Regions from separate parts of the Mus musculus genome. Here region 1 is linked to region 2. The links are chromatin contacts, called in public HiChIP or PLAC-seq maps. All regions are on one chromosome and are shown on one strand. The core of a region is the stretch at or near the end of the contact, and the rest is flanking DNA. Distances in the headings are between cores, read along the strand shown.

Region 1 (5,667 bases), core at 1,295-3,794, 84 kb before region 2:
CTATAAATGTACATGCTGTAGTAAGCCCCCATTTAGATACAGGAGGCTACAGTGCCCTATTACATGAAGGGATAAAAGGCACGTATTGTAAATAAACAAGTCCTGCCTTCCTTTAGAACTTGCCCTTGCCCTCCACAATGACTTCTTTATTTTCTACAAGTCAAGTATACACTACTTGCTTCACTTTCCAACTAAACCTAAGGCATACAAATTCAGTCTCTCCCTTTAATGTTAACTTACATGAACCATGGACAGTGAAAGTCCTAAAGAAAGCCACATGGTCACACGTAGACACTCTCCAACAGAAACCTGATAGCACTTGGTTTGAAGCAAAGTACGTTCTGAGAAGCAACTTCTGGCAAAGGCTAAAGGGAGTCAAGAGTGTACCCCCTTGTAACCACAGCACCATGGTGTCCACCCTACAGACTTGTCTGGTTCAAACATAACCAAAACCACAGCTTATTCCTGATTTAGAAAAGTAGTTCCCAGATGTGAACTACCCAGCTTCATCCAGAAAGCAAATGCCTGTTTTGATACTGGTAATTACACAGTGTGAACTCAAAGCCAGGTTTCAAAGCTCAGCATGAGTAGACCACTGGTAACCAACCAACTCCTTGATACAATAGCTGGCATCTTTAAAAAATATTAACCAGCCCTTCCTCTGCCAGTTCAACAGACAAACACAATCCAGTTAACATCCATTGTCCTTGTAAAAGAGCTGTGTTTTAATCCTCAGAGTGCACAGAGTGACCGTGTACCCAGAGCATGCAGGTTAGTTAATTCTTACATTTCTGCAGTTTGGGTTCCCAAAAGAGAGGGAAGAAAGAATAGGTCCCTGAGATGTTCTAGCAAGGTTTCCCTTGGCAAAGGGAGAACACAGTAAACAAGTCAGTCCTGAACAGTGTCTGGCCTAGGCTCCTTTGTAACACACAGGAGTGCTTCCCTGCTGAACTCTGGACAACATCCAATGAAGAAACCATTTCAGAGCTAAACAGTTCAGTCCCTACACCAGACATCCTAATAGGCAGACGTTAGAAAGTCTATATAGAAAATAGGGAGTGTTATAAAAGCCTAGGATGTGCCCATGTCCTCCAGCAGGACTATAGTCTTCCTCACCTTCCAGGGGGTCTAACATGCTAATCCTGAGAACAGACACCAGCGCTGGTCTGACAAGGAACTTGACAGAAATCCAAAACTCTTTTGGCCAAGGTAAACCCCTTGTGTCCATTTTCCTCCGTGTCACACTCAACACCTGTCTAAGTCACACATTCACCAAACCCATTCATCTTCTCAGAAGAACGCCGCAAAAAGACACAAACCCTCAAGCTTTGTCAGAGCACTTACTGGAAAGAGCTCATGACTTGGCCCAGACCAGATGATTCCATCTGGGGTGACAGCGTCTTACTGACTTATCCAAGTCACAGGCGAGCATGGACTGGGGAAGAGGGGAGAGCACCTGCGGCAAACAACAGCTATTTAACCTTCTGGGAAGGCTACACGGTCTCAAGCTGGATCTTGGCGGAGCAGTTTTTATTTCAGACGTGTAAACAAATGAATGGTACTTAGCTCCAGCACAAAAAAAAACAAATAAGGAACTCCTGATGGAGCAGGAGAGGACGTGACAGGAAAGCACCGGCAGGAACAAAGAATTCTATAGAGCAAACTTTTAAAAAGATGTTTAAATTAAGAATAAAATCAAGTCACCTTTTCTGGGCTGGGTCCTGTATATCCAGTTCTCATCATCGGCTTCCACCTGGTGCCCACAAACGGACAGCTCTCCATCACTGCGGAACAGCCTCTTTGTCTGCCTGGACAGGGAGGAGAAATTTATCCAACTCACAGCACGTGAGAGGGAGCCTGGGCTTGCCTTGATTCCGAAGGAACCTGAGGAGCCGTCCTTTTTCATCTTCTTTCACATCAAAATCCTCTAGAGACAAAGGGCAGCCCAACAAACAAAATGCTGGCTTTTTAGAATTGGCCGGGATCCTTGAAAGGGGCCTGCCCCTTCCCTCTTAACGCTGAGAGTCGGGCAGGCTTTGTGCTTCTGCGTGCCCGATTAAAAGGAAAATGAAGGATTAAAGATAAATTTTTTAAGAAAATGGTTTACTCTAGACACATTGTAGCACCAATTTCTGGCGGGAGGTCCTCAGGCAAAAATAAAAATAATAATAAATAGAAGTACAAGCTTTAGAAAAATAAACAGTACAGTCATTTCAGACACACTTGCCAAGACTTTGTGAAGAAGAGCCAAGGTACCCCGACTCTTGGCTGCATGGCTAGCATCCCTAAAGGTAATCCTACGCCTCTCCAGGGCATCTTTCCCTCTTAAGGCAGACAGCCAGGCTTCCGGAGCTAACTCCTCACCCTGCAGAAAAAGATCCAGCGTCAAGCAGGCCCCTAGTTTAAAGTTCACCCACACAGGTTACTCAGGAGAAATCAAAGGGTTCGGCTCTGTTGTCCCGGCCCAGGGAAGAATCATAAACCGCCCACTTGCCCTCCTTCCCGTCTGGGAAGCGCTCCTAGCCGCAGGACTCCACAAACAATAAAACAGGCTGCGTGGCTATCGCTTGGATTACAGAGTAAGCACTCCTGCGAAAGATGATAGGCTTGCCCGACACTGAAGGCACCTCATTGGAGACAGAGAGCCCCGCCCCTCCACAGACCGTACTTCAGTGGTAGCTCAAACTTCTGAACTCCTGCAAAGCAATGGAAAAGCAAGCCTGTGCAGAACGTAGACGTCTCTCTGCAGATCACAAAAAAGATTTTGATTGCTGACTACTGGACCCACTTCTGAAAAAGGGTGATCACCAGAAGCGCTTTTAATGTGGTTTCTAGTCCCGAATTCCGGGGGTGGGGGTGGGGACACGGGTTAAGGAATGCCGCGATTAAGGATAAGGTAAGCAGTTTCACTTCACTTCCTGCTTTCAGCAAAGGTGAAACGCAGCCATGTGTGCACCTGTTTCTGCCTCCCCTTCTGCAGCCAGCAGGCAGAATATGGGGAGGTAGAGGCAGGAGGAACTCCTAGATCAAGGGCAGCCTTGTCTACAAGGTGAGTTCCAGGAGAGCCAGGGCTAGCTACACAGGGAAACCCTGTTCCAGAGAACAAACAGTTCTAAAGGCAAACTTTGTGTCTCAAGTCTACCCTGACTCTCTGAGACGGAATGACGGAGTTCTTCAAGCATGCCAGGGCTGGGGCGTTCGCTGAAGAAGTTCCAGAGCAAAGTGTCCCCAAGACAGTAGACTCTCATGCTACACAAGAAGACACTGGGACTGAAGAGGCAACTGAGAAAACAGCCGTCAGCACTAATGAGGCCAGAAAAGCTAAAGGGTTCTCAAGAGACCATGATGCCTAAATGCCTCAGGTTACAGACAGATGAACTCAAGCCCACACATACCCCATGCCAGAGCAGTGGTCAGGGATGGGAAGCAGACAGCACGGGGTCTGAAGTTCTCGGCTACTGGGTGTGCTGGTCCTACCTACCTCAGCTCTTAATTTTCAGTGATGTGTCTACACTGACCATTATTACAAGTGCAGAGACGATAGAGCTGCCAGGCCCAGTGGTGCACACCCATCTTCCTGATATTGAAGAGGTAAATGCAGAGAACTGACTTCCACTCTATGTAGAGCAGCCAGCCTGGGCTAGGTGACATCCAGTCTCAAGAAAACAAGAAGTAAAAAGAATTAAAAATATAAAAATGAGGAGTTTTTAAGAGCACCTCAGAAAAAATGTGAACGAGCCTTCTACTTAGCAAGACAGAGCTCCTGCCCTCTAAGAGTGCATGGGCACCAAACAACGTGCACAAGTCTCTCTAACCTGCTGTCCACACCTTCCTTATAGCTGCACTGTAATTCACATTTATAATTTAAAGGTATCTAAGCTTCATAATGAACCCCTTGCTGTGCCTGATACACCTTGATACACCTGAGACAGCTGAATCCTCTTGGCCTGGGTGCACAGTCTCAGTGCACCCAGTCCAGTACCCAGTACTGGACTCAGTACTCCTCACATGGCCCCAGCCTTGCACACATCTGGCAGAACCTAACGGAGGAGCAAGGAGAAAACTCACTATGAGCAACCAAGAGAAATAACTGGCTTATCAGAGCCAAGACTCAAGACTGTCCCTTAAAGTTGTTTACATTTATACAGAAGCTGAAATTATTTGCCAAAAAAACAATTTTACCCTAAATGTAGGCATGCTAACAAACTGGATTTCACTCTTTTTTTAAAAAAAAAAAATATTTATTTTATGTGAGTATACTGTAGCTGTAGAAGAGTGCGCATCAGATCCTGTTACAGATGGTTGTGAGCTACCATGCAGTTGCTGGGAATTGAACTCAGGACCTCTGGAAGAGCAATCAGTCAGTGCTCTTAACTGCTGAACTATCTCTCCAGCCCACAAACTGGATTTCTAAAAACTGTTCCTACAAACCACAAAACAGAATTGATTAACCAATCCTCCATGTACTGCCTAATCTATGGCTTAGGTCAGTGGTTTTCAATCTGTGGGTCTTAACCTCCTTGGGGTCACATATCAGATATACTGCATATCAGATATTTACATTATGATTCATAATAGTAGCAAAATAAGTTATAAAGCAGCAATGAAATCATTTTATGGTTGGAGGTCACCACGACACGAGGAAATGCATTAAAGGGTCGTGGTATTAGGAAGGTTGAGAATCACTGGCTTAGATGATTGAATATTTGCTAATACAAAGAAAATCACAAACATTAATTTGTTAATTAATTGGATCAAAGTTGCTACTGGCCAACAGCAAATACAATGGTTCTCGTCCGCCCCGGAGGTCACAGCTTTCTTCATGCTCCAGGTGGGTTCCAGCTATCTTAGAAGAGCCTAAGTGGGCTGCCTCAGAAGCCACCACACTCATTCATTTAGCAATGACCAAGAACACACACCTTAATCAATGGACTATTTACCCAGAGCCATGGGTACTGGGTACCTCGCAACTCACACGTACACAGTGTGGTAATCTTCATAATATTGCTATTGAGGAGTAGGGTACCTTAGAGTATCACTGGCTTGCTCTAGTAACTCCAGTCAGAATCTTCATCAGCATTGCAAAATGTTATCATCTAACCACCCCTCCCCCACCCCTCCCCCACCTCCCCGCTCCCCATGAAAGGCTCTGAGAGCATATCCCTCACCCTCTCAGACCTTTTAGACAGACCTGCTGAACAGATTTGACTCTGCTACTCACTGTGCTGTGTCTTCCCATGTACCCTCCTGCCAGCAGCAGCAGGCTGCCACACTGCAAGGTCTGCCGTCATCATCCTTGTGTGTGTGTGTGTGTGTGTGTGTGTGTGTGTGTGTATCAATACTGCTCCCTACCACTCTGCCTCAGCTGTGCTTCACGCACCAGGAAAACAGATAAACAAGCTCTCTGAAATTATATGTTTAGTGGGAGTCTGAGGCCCCGCAGGATGAAATGCACAGCTTTGATACAAGGCTGTGTCGCAGCTGCCTCCCTCGCACCCCCTTGCCCTTTACTTGTGTGGCTGAAGCCCAAAGGTCAGATGGCTGGATAATGATGCCAGGATGGGTCTGTATGCAGCTCGTGACTGATTACCTCTTTTATTTTACGTCTTGCCCCTTTTGGGTCACTTGCCAATCACTACTAACAATACTAGGAAAAAATGTATTATT
Region 2 (5,854 bases), core at 2,134-4,633:
GGTACAACATATACGTGGGACACACACCATACCCGTGAGTAAACATTAAAATAACCCTTTTTCCTGAAAGATTCTTAAATAAAGCAAACGGAAGATAATGCTTTACTCTTCTGCTTTACAATTATCTTCCAAAATATTAAGGAACTGAAATATTTCCACTTTATTAAAATTTTTTTCAAGGGGCTAAGAGACGGTTCAGTTTTTAGCTTTCACATCAGGTGGCTCACAAGTGCCCATAACGTGGGCTTGAGTATCTGATGCCTCTAGTCTCCATGGTGATGCCATCATGTGCACCTACACACACACACACACACACACACACACACACACACTTAAAAACTAAAACTCAGTGTCTTCAGTAACTACTCCTTGTCCTAAAACAATCCATACAGATGAAATTAATTAATGTGAGATGTTTCCTCTATAATACTGCGTTCCTTCAATGTAGGAGGCTTTGTATACTTCCCAGGCATTGTGTGCCAATAGTCAGTGAGTAGGCTATGGTCTTACATCAAAGGCTGCACACTCCTAATTCAAAAACTAGGCACCTTTTTACTCATCTGAGCATATGGCAAATGCATTCAAACACAGGTCTTGTTCCATGATGCCACCAGCTCCTTTTACATAGGAGGAAGAAAGCAGGCATACACTGTGGGCAGAATACACACAAACTTGAAACACTCAGTTGCCTAATCTGTTGGTAAGTGACTGACTCCTCAGCCTGTGAACATCCACACAGCCACATGCTAACTAGTGAGTAACTGGGAAGGTAATTAAGAAGTCCCTGAGTTTCTTCCTCAAACTGCAAATAAAAACTAATCAATAAAATGTTGATCTTGTTCTTCTTTCTTCCTCCTCCTCCTCTTCCTTCTCTTTTTCCTCCTCTCCTTCTTCTTTGACAGTCTTATGCAGCCCAGTCTAACCTAGTATTCCTTACCCTCCAGCCTCTACATAACCTACTCCCCCAACCAGACATGTGTTACTACACTAATCAGGCAATTCTTGTTTGTTTGTTTGGTTGGTTGGTTTACTTATTTATTAAGCAGGTTATTTATTTATTTATTTATTTATGAAGCAGGATCTTCATATATAGGCCTGGCTGTCCTGGAACTCACTATGTAGGCCAGGCTGGCTTTGAACTCACAGAGATTCGCCAGCCTCTGCCTCCCAAATGTTAGTATTAAAGGTGTGCATCACCATACCAGACATATGCCGACAACTCTCACGGTCAGGCACATAGAAAACGATTGCTTGATCTCACACAGGCTGTTCAAACCCAATGGTACAATCTGCCCACTCAGCCACTGTGGGTTTCTGTTAATAAATGTAAGAACTCTCCTGAGAGTAAAGGTGGGTGCAGTCCATACTCTCAACACCTCTCTAGTACGCAGTGTGCTTCAATGAAAGCAAGTCTTGTGCCAGAAGAGGAGCCCAGTGCCTGTTCTTAGAAACTCAGCAAAGCCCACATCTCCACTGCGTCTTTAGGGCTCTGCCACACACACTGCAGAGATTCATTCTGAGGGAGAAGCAAAGCTATCCATTCTGACATCAGCCAGCTGCTGGTTAGGTCAGAGGATGACGGTCTCTCAAGAGCAGGCTGATGATGCATTCATCAGCTAAAACACGCCTCTCACGCGTTAGCCCACACTCTCTACCAAATGTCTGAAGACCTGGTTGGGCAAAGACAATGCCCAGACAATCTTTCTGCCAATAAGCTACCCTTTTCTAAGGGAAGTCAACTGCTAGAGGCAGAAAGAACCTTGTGCATGCCATGTTCTGAGCTGCTCCCACCTCGCCATCTGTCTACAACAGCATTCATCCAACCTTAAACATTATACAGAGCATACTAGGTCCACTGTATATGGGTGCACGGGTGGGATACATAGCCCTGGGGCTAATTACATTTGATGTTAATTCCGTTCTCCCGTGAGGGGCTCAGACAAGGAATGAGTCAGCACTCAGGTGATTTCCAGAAACCTGCTTCCCACCTTAATTTGTAAACTAGAGGAGAACTGATGATTGGGCAGATAGAAGGGAAGGTGGGGCAGAAGGTGAGAGGGAGAGAAGAAGGAGAAAATGGAAGAGAGAGGATGCAGAGGAGGAGGAAGAAGAAAAGCGGAGCAGAAGCACATGGCCTGGAGAAACCGAAAGTTCTAAGCTGTGGAAGATGGTAGTGTAGCGGTAGATCTGCCCAATCTAGGCGCACAGCATGTAATCATATTAACTGTGTTGTGCTTTCATTGCCCGGGCATATTTGGGATGGGAGATTTACTGCAACAAAAATGCCATAGTATAAAAGGTGCCCTGTGGTTAGACGGCACAGCAAACCCTCTCAATGCTTCTAGAATCTAAAGGGGTGGGCATTCTTTCTACAACTATTATTTTAAATTGCCTTTTCCTATGCTCTGTTGGCAGCAGGATTTCATATTTACTCAGGAAGTTCTCTATTGTTGTCAAGACGGGGGTCTCAGGTAGCCCAGGCTAGCCTCAAACTCACCATGTGGCCTAGAATGACTTTCATGTCCTGCTGTTCTCTCCTCTGTCCCCAAGGACTGGATTTCAGACACGAGATACTACATTCAGTTTCGTGCAGTGCAAGGGACTAAACCCAGGTCTCTCTTCACTCATGATGGGCAAGCAACCTACCACTGAGCTACATGCTCAGTCCCAATAAGTCCCAGTAAGTGCTTTTAAAACAAACTGAAAAGAATTTAGAGTAGGACTTGGAGAGATGGCTCAGAGGTTAAGAGCACTGACTGTTCTTCCAGAGGTCCTAAGTTCAATTCCTAGCAACCACATGGTGGCCCACAATCATTTGTTATGGGATCCAATACCCTCTTCCGGTGGTCTGAAGCCAGCTACAGTAATATTCATATACATAAAATAAATAAATAAATCTTTTAGGAAAAAAAAAGAGTTTAGAGCAGAAATCACAAGACCTTGTCTTACTAACACCTTTTACTAGCCCTAGAACTTTCATTTCTTGATCTATAAATTGGGCTTAAAAATGCAGTCTAGCCTTTCTATTTTATTGGTTTTGGAATAAAATAGAAAGGGGGAAGGGTGGCTCAGAGGTTAAGAGTACTGGTTGTTCTTCCAGAGGACCCTAGTTCAATTCCCAGGACCCACATGGTAGCTCACAACTGTCTGTAACTCCAGTTCCAAGGGATCTGACACCCTCACACAGACATACATGCGGGCAAAACATCAGTAACAGAAATGATAAACAAATCTGAACAATGGGTTTTTAATCCACAGTCCCACTTCACAGGAGCTTGTGAGTGTTAGTCATGGAAAGCAGCGAATGCTGAGCCTGGGAAACATTTGCTTGGTAAAGGAAGTACAAAGCCCACAGCCGGCATGAGTCCACTTGTCTGGAATGTTCAGAACAGTTAAATCCACAGAGGCAGAAAGGAGACTCCCAGTGACCTGGAGGTAGGAAGGTCAAGAAGAAAGGGAGACTGACTCCCGGGATGTGGGGGGCCATGCAAATAGGCTGTGGTCATGTTTCTCATGTCTGAATACACTAGAAGTCACTGGCCCCTACACTGAGAATGGCTGGATCTAGGAATTGTGTCTCAATAAAATTAGCTGTAAGGCCAAGCCACGGGTCTATAGTTCTAGCTACTTGGAGGTAGAAGCAAAATACTGAGTTCAAAGGCTGCCTGGGCCATAATGTGAGTCAAGGCCATAGACAACCTTCAGATTTAAAATTAGAGCATTTCCTAATATGCCCTAGTCAGATCCCAAGTACTGAGGGTGAGGGAGCACGCCCACAGACCTTAAAAACCAAACATAGCCATGCCAGTGAGAATCTGCCCGTCTCTGCAGAGCGAAGGCTCTTGCTTGTTAACAGAGCCCAGACACAGCTATTCACACTTCTGCCCCTTGTCACAATTTTCAATGTAGCCTTATTTAGTCAGCAGCAAAATTAATCAAGTTCTACTTGCACAGAAACAGGTCCGGTGAGATGATTCAGTGGATAAAGGCACTTGCCACCAACCCTGACAGCTTGAGTTGACCCCTGGATCCCACAAGGGGGAAGGAGAAAACACTTCAGTAAGTTTCCTCTGACTTCCATGTGTCATGGTGTGTGCACATCCGAGAGTGTATATGCGCATGCGCACACACACACACACACACACACACACACACACACACACACAATGTTATAGTATACATGTGATAATATCCAGTCACTGTACTGAGCTCTATAATAACAGATGTGCTGCCATCCCTAACCTCAAGTAGCTTGCAGTCTGGCTGAGGAAAGCATGTGTCAAAGAGTCACATTCAGTCGCTGTAAATGCAGTACACTTAAGATCAGTACACTTAGTCAGGGCTCTTAGAGAAACAAGTGACAGAATCGATGTACATACATACATACATACATACACACACACAGAGATACATATATATATGATACCCGCTGAGACATCCAGCCTTGTGGACTGAACAACTACTGGATGCGTGTGTGTGTTTCATATATGTGTATACATGACTACATATATATATATACATATATATATATATACACACACATATATATGATTTATTAGAGAGGCCTGTAGTCTGTGTTCCAGCTATTCCAACAATAGCTGTGTAGCAACAGAAAATCCAGGAATCCAGTAGTTGTTCAGTCCATGAGACTAGATGTCTCTGCTGGTCTTCAGTATACACTGGAATCCCAAAGAAGTAGGCTTTAATGCCAGTGAAGAAACGTGCCATGCCAGCAAGAGTGAGCGCAAGCAGGCAAGAGTACGAGCTTCCTTCTTCCACATCCTTTATATAGGCTGCCGCGAGACAGTGTGGCCCAGATTAAAGGTGGATCTTCCCACCAAAAAAAACCTTTCACAGGTGTACCCAGAAGCTTGAGTTTAAGTTAATTCCAGATGTAGTCAAAGTGACAACCAAGAATAACCATCACAAAGTCCATCCTGGACCACTTTCCACAACATGGGATCATCAGGTATAGCCTCAGAGTCCTCACAAGACATGGATAAACAGGGACGTGTTTTTGCTAACTTAAGACAGGTTTTGTAGGACTCCCCCCACCTATGATATTTGGAAGATGGCAAGCCTGAAGAAATATTCCTCGTGATCCTTGAAACCAGTAGGACTGGCCCACAGGACTAAGTGTTGTTTTTCAGGTTACCACCGGTACGTGTGGTGCAACCTTACATGTGGTGGTTATGGGCAGTCATGAGTGAAATAAGAACTGGATCCTGGCCCCCTCTCGTGCATGTGCTGCTGGAGACTCATTAACAGGTATATCTTACCAGAGAGATGAAATTAAGGTTCTCAGGCAGCCCTCTGACAGTTCCCAGCATGTGTCTACACTTCGATCCCTATCTCTAAACACTCCTACAGTGAAGCTACACACATAAGCAATGGACAGCAAGGGAGGCAATCAAAGGTCTGTGCGCCAGCCCTCAGCCTAGACAAATCACTTCAAGTCTTTTGGCTTTGACTACTCCTCTGGTTATGAGTTCATGAAATTAGTCAATTTACAGTCAATTCTCAATACGAAGGTTCATGAATGAAGGATGTAACTTTGAAGACCTGCTTATAAAAGATCAACACGTCAGGCACAGTGGTACCTTCAGTCCTAGCACTGTGAGTTCAAGGCTAGGCACCTTCCACATGCTGGGACTGTGGATATGAGCCACTATGGTAGACAAGGCATTGCTTTAAAAGAATCCTGCAGATGCTAAATAGGATAAATATATAGGGTTTTTATTATATGAATATATAGGCTCTTAGCACACAAAAAGAGTTGCGTGCAAAAATGGGACCAAACCTAATAATGTGTTTAATAACTCATCTTTTTCTCTGTATGCACACCTATGATCTA

Evidence for each region. HiChIP or PLAC-seq counts read pairs in DNA pulled down with a chosen protein or histone mark.
Region 1: a contact with region 2 is called in an HNF4G HiChIP or PLAC-seq map of pancreatic cancer cells. The contact joins the promoter of Nhsl1 here to the enhancer-like site in region 2. A contact is called at or near these places in 2 of 39 promoter capture datasets (liver and macrophages), 17 of 484 Hi-C or Micro-C datasets (the AML12 cell line, the C3H10T1/2 cell line, the N1E-115 cell line and 9 more), 7 of 115 datasets of contacts at active chromatin or transcription factors (a colorectal cancer cell line, craniofacial prominence, embryonic stem cells and 2 more) and 3 of 9 other capture datasets (adipose tissue, embryonic stem cells and pancreatic islet).

The regions. Positions count from the first base shown.
Region 1 is chr10:18,404,552-18,410,218 of GRCm38.p6, reverse strand. Nhsl1 (NHS-like 1) reads right to left here and starts at 2,544. Exons shown (of 7, transcript NM_173390.3): 1 at 1,705-2,544. The coding sequence starts at 1,906.
Region 2 is chr10:18,321,415-18,327,268 of GRCm38.p6, reverse strand. It overlaps a transcript of Nhsl1 not described here. Among named protein-coding and RNA genes, the nearest start is that of Nhsl1, 83 kb to the left of the region's middle. Within about 2 kb of position 3,383, at least 35 of the 459 cell types and tissues checked have an H3K27ac peak or open chromatin away from gene starts, as enhancers often do. A contact at or near this core is called in the AML12 cell line, the C3H10T1/2 cell line, a colorectal cancer cell line and 3 more, where this site is marked.